Regions from separate parts of the Mus musculus genome. Here region 2 is linked to region 1. A link is a contact called in public Hi-C data. All regions are on one chromosome and are shown on one strand. Each heading gives the region's core, a stretch centred on a gene start, on an enhancer-like site or on the middle of the called end of the contact. The rest is flanking DNA. Distances are from core to core; before and after follow the strand shown. Region 1 holds the start of Gm39694 (a long non-coding RNA gene). Region 2 has its middle 36 kb from the start of Gm33404.

Region 1 (5,811 bases), core at 2,011-4,510:
TTCTGTCTTAGGCCCTCTAACCACAGACCCTTTTCACAGATCTGATTGAAGGATAATCAGAGACTAATTCATCAACTCCTCCTCTTATTTCTACTTATTTACACTCTGTGCTCAAGTTCACACCACATGCCACCTGTTCCACCTGTCCCTCCTCACCTGGCTCTCCTGAGTCCTGTGCAGACCAAGGGTTGGTAAAGACACTCAGTGCTCTTTGGCGTGGGGCTTTCACACTAGGCATACTGTGCTTCTGCTTCTGTGGGGAAGATGTGTTCCTCTTGATGATCATGGGATTTTGCAGGCTCTTGCTTTTAAAGAAAAATTCATTAGTTTATATAATCAAGAGCTTTGATGTACTTGATTCTAAAGCCCAAAGTCCTTGTAATATAAGTACTATACATTTTATGAATAATACCCTTGTTATTCTTAATAATCCCACTTTTAATTTACTTAGAGGTGGGGGGATTACAAATAACAAGGTCTGAGAAGCACCTAAAGAAATGTTCAACATCCTTAGTCATCAGGGAAACGTAAATCAAAACAATCCTGAGATTCCACCTTACACCAGTCAGAATGGCTAAGATCAAAAACTCAGGTGACAGCAGATGCTGGTGAGGATGTGGAGAAAGGGGAACACTCCTCCATTGTTGGTGGAATTGCAAGCTGGTACAACCACTCTGGAAATCAGCCAGGCAGTTCCTCAGAAAATTGGACATAGTACTACCTGCAAACCCAGCTATACCACTCCTGGGCAAATACCCAGAAGATGCTCCAACATATAACAAGGACACATGCTCCACTATATCCATAGCAGCATTATTTATAATAGCCAGAAGCTGGGAACAACCCAGATGTCCCTCAACAGAGGAATGGATACAGAAAATGTGGTACATTTACACAATGCAGTACTTCTCAGCTATTAAAAACAATGACTTCATGAAATTCACAGGCAAATGGATGGAACTAGAAAATGTCATCCTGAGTGAGGTAACCCAATCACAAAAGAACACACATGGTATGTACTCACCGATAAGTAAATATTAGCCCAAAAGCTCGGAATACCCAAGATAAAATTCACAGACCAGTATTGAGACCCTGCAGCGATGCTGAGCAGGTTTCTAGGCCCGCGCTACCGGGAACTGGCCAGAAACTGGATTCCCACAGCCGGCATGTGGGGCACTGTGGGTGCTGTGGGACTGGTGTGGGCCACGGACTGGCAGCTGATCCTGGACTGGGTGCCTTACATCAACGGCAAGTTTAAGAAGGACGATTAGGCAGCCCCTCCCCCACCACAGGCCTCGATGGTACCATGTGCCGAGGCCTCAGACACAGCGTAGTCCTGTGGAGGACACTGAGGAAGCTGGACACTGGAGAGGTCTGCACCGCTCAGGGAGCTTCCGCGTTGACAGACACTAGGGCTGCCTTGATAGGTGCAGCATTAAACCTTATTCTTATGCCTTGGAAAAAAAAATTCACAGACCACATGAAGCTCAAGAAGAAGAAAGATCTTGGTGTGGATGCTCCAGTCCTTCTCAGAAGGGGGAACAAAATACTCAAGGGAGGAAGTAGGGAGACAAAGTGTGGAACAGAGACTGAAGGAAAGGCCATCCAGAGACTCCTCACCTGGGCATCCATCGTATTTACAGACACCAAACCCAGACATTATTGTGGATGCCAAGAAGTGCTTGCTGACAGGAGCCTGATATAGCTGTCTCCTGAGAGGCTCTGCCAGAGCCTGACAACTAGAGGCAGATGCTCACAGCCAACCATTGGACTGAGCACGAGACCCCAATGGAGGAGTTAAAGAAAGGACTGAAGGAACTGAAGGGGTTTGCAACCCCATAAGAGGAACAACAATATCAACCAACCAGACCCCCCTAGAGCTCCCAGGAACTAAGCCACCAACCAAAGAGTACACATGAAGAGACCCATGGCTCCAGCTTCATATGTAGCAGAAGACGGACTTGTCAGACATCAATGGGAGGAGAGGCCCTTGGTCTTGGGAAGGCTGGATGGCCCAGTGTAGGGGAAGGCCAAGGTAGGGAGGCAGGAGTGGGTGGGTGGAATAGGGGGAGGGAGGATGGTATAGGGGGGTTTCAGAGGGGAAACTGGGAAAGGGGATAACATTTGAAATGTAAATAAATAAAATATCCAATTAAAAAAATAACAAGTAAGAAATAGAGTTTCACTATCACTGCCTTCCTTTTTACTGTGAATTTTTCATCTGTCTCCCACACTCAGCCTTTGTTTGGAGAGCAGAGGAAGCTCTCAGCCCTCAGCCCTCCCTTGCTCTGTATGGCACGTGGCTCCGGTCATGGTCCTGTGTCTTCTTTGTTTTCTAAGGCACCTTTCTCCGATGTATAAACTTAGAAAAGGTATGGGAAGACCGAATAGACACCAGGGGCAGAGCTCCTCGCCCTCCAGAGAAAGTCGAATCTGCTGAAGAGGCACTGGGGCCAGGTGGCTGGATGTCAGGACCACATCTGCCTCTTACTATTTGGTATTACCACAGGGAAACTGCTTAATCTACCTTAATGTCAGCTTTCTCATTTATAAAACAGCAAAAGTTGTAAGAGTTAAAAAGATATCAAGGTGTCCTGACTCATCAAAGCGCTTGTCCATCTGACTTGCCAGTATCAGTGTGGGGGAGACTCTGCGCAGACGGAATAGAGACGTTGCAACCTGCATCTCCTCAGCACTTTACATTTCTGGGCAATGTCCAAGAGCCTAAAATGGCTCGGCAAATTTAAGATGATAGTACAAGGATCAGAGACAAGAGGACTTAAGAACCACCTACTGAGTCACCCCAAATGCAAGCCATGATGTGCCAATTCTAACTAAAAATAGGAAGGGGAAGGAAAAAAAAAAAAAACTTGCCTTTGGAAATAAAAAATCTAATCTTACCAACAGTGGCCCAGATCCCTTACTTCCTATTTCTGTTTCCCTTTCCTGTCAGTAAATGATAATAATAGCCTCTGTGCAGTGTGGCTGTGAGATGCAGCCACTCCCTCTTCAAGTCTCCCGCCTTCCCTGGCAGTCTGTTACTCGGGTCATTGAGACTGAAGCCTCCGCCTCTACAAGAGCCACAGCCATGTGTAAGTCCGACAGATCTGGCTTAGCAGCACGCTCTTTTTGCTGTTTACAAGAATTGTGAAGAGTAACAGTATCTCGTGGGTGTCTCAAAACAACACTGCACAAGTAAGAGTGTTTTAATGCAGAAACGAATGGTTAAGAAGTGTCCGTATTCTTAGACTGAGAGCCATTCACAATCGTCTGAAGATCTTGTTTCAAAGAAGCTGCCTCAGTGATCAGCTGCTCTCTCTCATCAGACGGGTTACTCACGTTGAATTTTCTGATATTTGGGTTGGAAATAAAGTCATCACTTTTTAATCTGAAATATTAATTATTAATATTTAATATTTGAAAATCTCTTTATTTTATTTTTTATATTCATTTGTTCTCTCTCTCTCTTTGTGTGTGTGTGTGTGTGTGTGTGTGTGTGTGTGTGTGTGTGTGTGTGTCTGTGTGTCTGTGTGTCTGTGTGTCTGTGTATGTGGAGACCAGAGGACAACCTCAGGGAGCAGGCTCCCTCCTTCCACCACGTGGTCCCAGCGTGGAACTCAGGTGCTCAGGTTTGGCAGTGAGAGCCATCGGAGCCATCTTGGCAGCACAGAAACATCCTCTTTAAAAATGTCTAAATCAAAAAGTAAAAATTGCTTTAACACCCATTCCATCCTGAAAAACAGCTTCAACTGCTGATTGCTGCAAATATAGTTTTGGGGTGCCCTCTAGTGCTGAAATATTGATAATATACCAACCATGGCTCTAGGAAATCTATACTGAACACACCCTCTAGTGTTAGAGTAAGACCAGACTAGGCTCAGGACACACACACAATTATACAAACACACACACACACACACACACACACACACACACACACACACACACACACCACACCACACCACACCACACCACACCACATACCACACCACATATCAGCCCATATAATATAGCCACAAATAAAGCCACAGAGTGAAGTCTGGAATAAACTTCTAATCTGTCCAATAATAGGTGCTTCTATTCAGCTCAAAGGACCATTACCCTACCTAAAAGATAAGGCATCAAAAACTGACCAGAAAGCAATGGATATGTGCAAACTCTTTGACAGAGAATTTAAAATGGCTGGGTCTTTTTGTTTGTTTGTTTTGGTTGTTTTTTGTTTTTTGTTTGTTTGTTTGTTTGGGTTTTGTGGGGGGGGTGGGTTTTTTGTTTGTTTTTTTTTATTTTTGTTTTTCAAGACAGGGTTTCTCTGTGTAGCCCTGGCTGTCCTGGAGCTCATTCTGTAGACCAGGCTGGCCTCGAACTCAACTGCCAGAAGTCATTGAGGAAAGGCTAAAGACAAACAAGTAGGTTTTCTGGAGATGGCCCACTGCTTTGCACAGCTGCAATGGGTAAGCTCTGATTTGCAGGATCTTCAGAGATTTTTATCCCAGGATTTCTTCTTCCTGCTGGTATGCCTTTCCTGTCACTATTACATAGCCTAATGATTCCTGGGTATTAGCCTACCCTGTTGGGCAGATTCCCTGCAGTTCAATAAAGATATCTTATCACGTAATAGTGCTGTGTTGACAAACTGAAATTTTTATAGTTCCTGATACTAGGTTTATGGAATTCCTAAATTTACACAAGTAACTTCTGACTCTCTGAAGAGCTGCAAATAGGGCTCTGTAAACCTTTATGTGTTACAGGCTGATTGCACTAGAATAAGAAAGCAGAAAAGATTGGGACAGATTTATGACCAAGGAAAAACATTCATTTAGGCCAGGTCTAAGGATGAAGTCACAGTTGTCACCAGGCCATGTGAAACTGTTGTTTTGAACTTACAATGAGCTTATAGAATGAAACTCTGCTTTGAACTGATAACACCAACATCCTTCTGTAACGCCCCTTTTGTGTAACATTTCATCTATGAGGTAATTTTTTTAAAAATTGCCTACAAAGGTATAAGAAAGTATAAGAAAGCCAGAGAGAAGAATTAAAGTATGGCTTGGGGGCTCTGCCCCATTCACCAAATGTATATATGTATGTCTGTTTGTCCCTACATACGTGTGTGTGTGTGTGTGTGTGTGTGTGTGTGTGTATAAATATGCATAAGCACTTGTAGAGTTGATGAGATGGGTGGTATGGCCGGAGCAGGGTGTGTGTGTGTGTGCTTGAGTTCTCCCTTTCTTTATTTTCTTTTCTCTATGGTTCATGAAGGGTTACCAAGCTGCAAGCCTCTTGCCTAGCCAGCAGGAGCCTCCTGAGCAGCATTTTTTCTTAAGCCTTTTTTCCTCTTAATTCCCTGATGATGCCAGCAAGAGTTTATTACCAGAAGCCAATGGCTTTTCATCCTAGAAAAGCAAAGAGTTAAGAACGGCAAATATTATTATAAGTAAACAATTTTAGTCCTCGAAAAACTCAGTTTTTGCCCCTGAAATCCGCTAATGCTACCATCGCTATTTTCCTCAATACCTGGTGCTGGGCAGGTTCTGATTTCCATAGGCACCACATGGGTGGTTGCATTCTCCTCTCTACTGGAGGACTTTTCTGCTGTCTTTTTGAATAAGCTTTCCACCTTCTGGCCTCTGGCACATGTGGTGCACATACATATGTGCAGACAAAACACTCATACATATAAAATAAAATAAATAAATCTTAAGAAAGAAAATGAAAATAAAATTCATAAATTCATCAGAGACAACAGATAGCAAATTTTTAAAATCAAATCTTCAAGCAGAAAAGTACTTAAAATTGAATGTAAAATATTAT
Region 2 (5,366 bases), core at 1,291-3,790, 390 kb before region 1:
AAGTAATGAACTCCTATCATTAAAAAGGTAAGAAATATGTGCATGCATGTATAGGCATGTGCATGTGAGTGCAGTGCTCATGGAGGCCAGAAGAGGGCGCCAGATCTCGTGGCTCTCGAGTTACAGGCACTTGGGAGCTGTCCCATGTGAGTGCTGGGAAGGAAATTCTGTTCTTCAGTATGTACTCTTAACCACTGAGTGCTCTCTCCAGCCTGAAAAATAAACACTAAAAAAAAAAAAAAAGACTTCCAGAAGAGACAGCAGAGAGGGAGGTATAAACAAATGCCACAACAAAAGCAATAATAATGCAGAGGAAGAAGATGAGAGAAAAATCAGCAATTACCACATCCCCCTAAGAATAGTGTTCACGTTTAATGCAGGTTTTAAAGTTTAGTATGTTCACTGTTCCGATTTTACACCTAGATTTTACAGAACTGTATTCATACAGTCGGCTACTGTATATTCTTCATCTATTACCACGAAATAACATTTTCCCATGTCATTTGTTTATAATTTTTATTTTACTTTATGTGTTTCAGTGTTTTTCTTGCACATGTGTCTGTATACTATGTGAGTGCCTGGCGCCCGCAGAGCTTAGAAGAGGAGAGCAGATCTTCTGGAATTGGAGTTCCAATCAGGTGGGTGCTGAGAACCAATCCTGAGTCCTCTAGAAGAACAACCACCTCACCACCCCTCCCCACGTTATTATGTCATATTAATATTGAGAGGCATTTTTAAGTGTCTGCATGATAGCCCAGAGAGGGGCTGGGTTCCCATTTACTTCTACCATTGCCGTGTCTGCTTCTTTGTCCCCAGCACTACTCAAAGGTTAAGCCCTCAGCAAATGAACCATTGCTCTTCCTGGACTTCAGCCATGTGATTAGGGGACAGGTATTGGGCTGGGTGAGGGATCCTACTTATCATACACCCCCTCCATCCTTTGGCTACCTTGCTGAGAGAGGCTGAAGCATAACTCATCAGAAGTTCCTTGGAGAGAACCCAGGTGAGGTGGGTAATCCTGGAGCTACCATGTCAGCCTGGGCTCCCAGAACAGCCAGCCTGAGAACTTCAAGCAGAGAGAAATGGAGAGGAGAGAAGGATGAGAGAGCCAGGGACTGGAAGAGAGGGGACACAGAGGAGAGGATTGAGCCCAACAGCTGTTACTCCACTGAGTAAGGCTCCTGGAACTCACCTCACTCTACGCCTTCCTGGAATCTGTCACATCAGCTGACATCTCCTTTACGTCTCTCATGCTCACGTGACATGACCGTCTTTTTTTAATTTACAAATTATTACGCTTTCCCTAGCATAACTTCAGGAATGGGAGTTTAATATTCAAGGTTTTTAGAGCAGATGGTTGATAAACATTGTCAAAGCGAACTGACCTAAGAGAACTTCCCCAGGAGAGAATCAGACAGTATCCAGTCCGGGCTTCAGAAGCCGGCTGACAGAGGGTTGAATTGTGAATTCTAAGATATTTGACAATTGACTTCATATATATGATATTTTCTTCACTTTCATATTCATTAACACTATAACCTCTAGCATTTGTTGAAGCTCCTGTGTGAGGCATATGGTAACCCGTGGTTTGCAGTTCTGGGTAAATTAATCCCAAGGGCATTCTTTCTCATGGCCTTGTTATGATCTGTAAAGCGAGAATGGACTGAAATAGCCAACAGGAAGCATCAAGCTGAGACAATGTTTTTCTCCTCCTTTTTCCTTCGGGGTATAATCTTAACCCTTCCTGTGCGGCCAGAATACAGAAGCCCCTTGACTTTTGCACAGACAAATCTGTTTCCTGTTTGTCACTCTAACTTGCTATCCGTCATCTCCTGGCCTTTGTACAGCAGTTGGTGTGAGATCAGAAATGACGCAAGCCACACAAGACTGGAGCCCAGCAGATGCAAGTAATATGCCGTGCTCTGAGGAAGAATAAAAGTCACAAAGACGCCAACTTTCTTTAGTTTGTAAATTTAATCCAGTTGTCCACAAACCAAGAAAGCTGGTTCTGAAGTTCACACGGAAACTTAGACAAACTGGAGCGACCAAGGGCGTTTCTGAGGACAAACATTAGTGAGGGCAAATTAGCCTCTTCTCAAGAGCAATGGCGTTCTACAACTTCAGTAATGAAAACAGTGGGATGTGGGTATCTGAGTGGACAAACAGACCATAAAACAGACTAGAAAAGCTAGAAAAAGGTCCAGCTAAGGAAATGATTTTGTAGATTTAGTAGTGAAGGGTGTGTGTGTGTCAAAATCCACATTAAACAGCACACCATTGGCAAGGTTCTGGACACAGGAAGAAGTGCCACAAATCACAGACTGGAATTCTATAAGGGGAGAGCTGCTCATAGTGAGGAAAACTACATATGCACCAGACCTTCCTCTAGAATCTTGTCTGTAGATTAAAATGTACATATGTAAAAATGTTAGGTGTGCAAAAGTTATTTTAGCCAATATATAGTAAGAAGTACAAGTGTCTGGCAATGGGAGCCTGGATAAACTGTGGTCTAACTGCACATTCGAATGCTAATCAGTTTCAACACCACACAGGAAGTGGCAGGGAGGCATCGAGGCAGTGAGGCAGCCGTTACTGAGCTCAGTGGGTGAAGAAAGCTTACAGCAAAAGCCTAAAGACCTGAGTCCAATCTCCAGAATCCATGTGAAAAAGCCAGGCATGGGGCGCATGCGTATTACCCAAGCATGGAGAAGCAGAGACAGGAAGATCCCTGAGGTTGGCTTAGCAGCCAGCCTAGCCACTCTGGAAGAGTTCTAGGTCAGTAAGAGACCCTTCAAACAAAGAAAGAAACAAAGTGAACAAAGCTTCCTGTGGAATGGACTAAGGTCCTCCTCTAGCCTTCACATGCACAGGTACACACAAGCACACATGCATACCATACACATGCACATACATGTAATCATATGAACAGGTATACACACACATAGAGACACACACAGGAGGACACACCACACACACACACACACACACACACACACACACACATACACACACACACACACACACACACACACACACACACACATCTGCCAGGTATGGTAGTGCATGCCTCTAGTCCCACACTAGGAGCAGGGAAGCAGGAGGATCAAGGTCAGAGTGTCAGCTAGTTTGGGCAAAGCCAGCCTGGGCAAATATCTCAGAAACAAAAATCAAATAAGCAAACAAATGAAAATAGGTGGCAAGATTGAATACTGTGTAATCCATCTGAATAGCAGAGGGAAGTGTTGAATGTGTTCGTAGTTGCTGCTATCTGTGTAAAGAAACACTGCAGAATTACGCAAGACAGGTGCCCTGTGAGGAAAGGGGGAGTCTATTAGGTGGTGATGAAAGATATGCTTCTCAAATGTCAGTTTTGTCATTTTTTTCTTGGATATTTTGTTTATTGACATTTCATATATTTTTCCCTTTCCAGGTCTCCCCTTCGGAAACCCCCATCCCATCTCCCATACGGGTGCTCTTCCACCCACCCACTCCCATCCTCTTGCCCTGGCATCTAACACCCTTAGGCCCAAGAGTCTCTCCTCCCACTGATGTCCAACAAGGCCATCTTCTGCCACATATGTGACCAACCCCATGGGTCCCTCCATGTGTATTCTTTGGTTGGTGGTCTAGTCCCTAGGAGCTCCAGGGGGTCCAGCATGTTCATACTGTTGCTCTCTCCATAGGGCTGCAATCCACCTCAGCTTCTAAAGTCCCTTCTCCAACTCCTCCATTGGGGACCCCTGAGCTCAGTCCAATGGTTGGCTGCGAGCTTCCTCCTCTATTTGTCAGGCTCTGGCAGAGCCTCTCAGAAGACAACCACATCAGGTTTCTATCAGTAAGCACTTCCCGGCATCCACAATAGCATCCGGGTTTGGTGGTTGTATATGGGATGGATCCCCAGGTGGGGCAGTCTCTGGATGGCCTTCTCTTCAGTTTCTGCTCCACACTTTGACTCCATATTTCCTCCTATGAGTATTTTGTTCACCCTTCTAAAAAGCATGGAAGCATCCACACTTTGGTCTTCCTTCTTTTTAGGCTTCATATGACCTGTGAATTGAATCTTGGGTATTCCAAACTTTTGGGCAAATATCCACTTATCAGTGCATACATACTGTATTTGTTCCTTTGTGACTGAGACACCTCACTCAGGATGATATTCTCAAGTTCTAGCCATTTGCCTAAGTTATTTCATGAACTCATTGTTTTTAATATCTGAGTAGTACTCCATTGTGTTAATGTACCACATTTCTGTATCCACTCTTCTGTTGAGAGACATCTGGGTTCTTTCCAGCTTCTGGCTATTATAAATATGGCTGCTATGAACATAGTGGAGCATGTGTCCTTATTACACATTAGAGCATCTTCTGGGTGGTATAGGAGTGGTATAGCTGGGTCCTCCGGTAGTACTATGTACAATGTTCTGAGGAACCGCCAGACTGATTTCCAGAGTGGTTGTACAAGCTTGCAATCCCACCAGCAATGGAGGAGTGATCCTCTTTCTCCACATCCTTGCCAGCATCTGCTGTTCTTTCTCCACATCCTTGCCAGCATCTGCTGTCACCTGAATTTTTGATCTTAGCCATTCTGACTGGTATGAGGTGGAATCTCAGGGTTGTTTTGATTTGCATTTCCCCGATGACTAAGGATATAGAATATTTCTTTAGGTGCTTTTCAGCCATTCAGTATTCCTTAGTTGAGAATTCTTTGATTAGCTCTGTACCCCATTTTTAACATGGTTATTTGGTTTTCTGAAGTCTAACTTCTTGAGTTCTTTGTATATATTGGATATTAGCCCTCTATCCAATGTAGGATTGGTAAAGATCTTTTCCCAATCTGTTGGTGGCCTTTTTGTCCTATTGACAGTGTCCTTTGCCTCACAGAAGCTTTGCAATTTTATGAGGTCAGTTTTGTTATTTTTTTTTATCACGGTTTATATTATTCTCTCAAACAAAGCAGAAAGGATTAGAAACCCTTGGTGAGCACATAATGTGTGTAAAAAACAGGCTAACCTTGTAAACACATCATCTCACTTAATCCTCACAAGAGTCCTCCGAGGTTTTAGTTTAATCTCCGTTTTGTGGATGAGAAAACAGTTACGGAGCTGGCTTAAGTGATTTATTTGTTCACCTCCCTGTCAGTCTCTCTCTCTCTCTCTCTCTCTCTCTCTCTCTCTCTCTCTCTCTCGTTTCTTTCATGGCCCCAGATCAATTCCAACTTCCTGCCAGTCTGCAGAAATTATTTCCACCTAACGCTAGCTAGTTTTCTCTTTGACTCTCTTTAGCAATTAAATACTTACTTTATGGCATTTTAAAAAAAATAGTAACATCCTCCAGGCCATTGGCCTGGGCTTGCCCCAGCCCTCTGGG

What was found. A called contact is a pair of places that touch in the nucleus more often than the background predicts.
Region 2: a contact with region 1 is called in a Hi-C map of the G1E-ER4 cell line, with 2.3 times the contacts expected there. The contact joins two enhancer-like sites. A contact is called at or near these places in 1 of 484 Hi-C or Micro-C datasets (the G1E-ER4 cell line) and 1 of 115 datasets of contacts at active chromatin or transcription factors (bone marrow-derived macrophages).

What each region holds. Positions count from the first base shown.
Region 1 is chr1:166,427,165-166,432,975 of GRCm38.p6, reverse strand. It overlaps Gm39694 (a long non-coding RNA gene), which reads right to left and starts at 298. Exons shown (of 3, transcript XR_865712.1): 1 at 157-298. It also overlaps the pseudogene Gm16418. Within about 2 kb of position 3,260, at least 26 of the 459 cell types and tissues checked have an H3K27ac peak or open chromatin away from gene starts, as enhancers often do. A contact at or near this core is called in the G1E-ER4 cell line and bone marrow-derived macrophages, where this site is marked.
Region 2 is chr1:166,816,060-166,821,425 of GRCm38.p6, reverse strand. No RefSeq gene overlaps it. Among named protein-coding and RNA genes, the nearest start is that of Gm33404, 36 kb to the left of the region's middle. Within about 2 kb of position 2,540, at least 59 of the 459 cell types and tissues checked have an H3K27ac peak or open chromatin away from gene starts, as enhancers often do. A contact at or near this core is called in the G1E-ER4 cell line and bone marrow-derived macrophages, where this site is marked.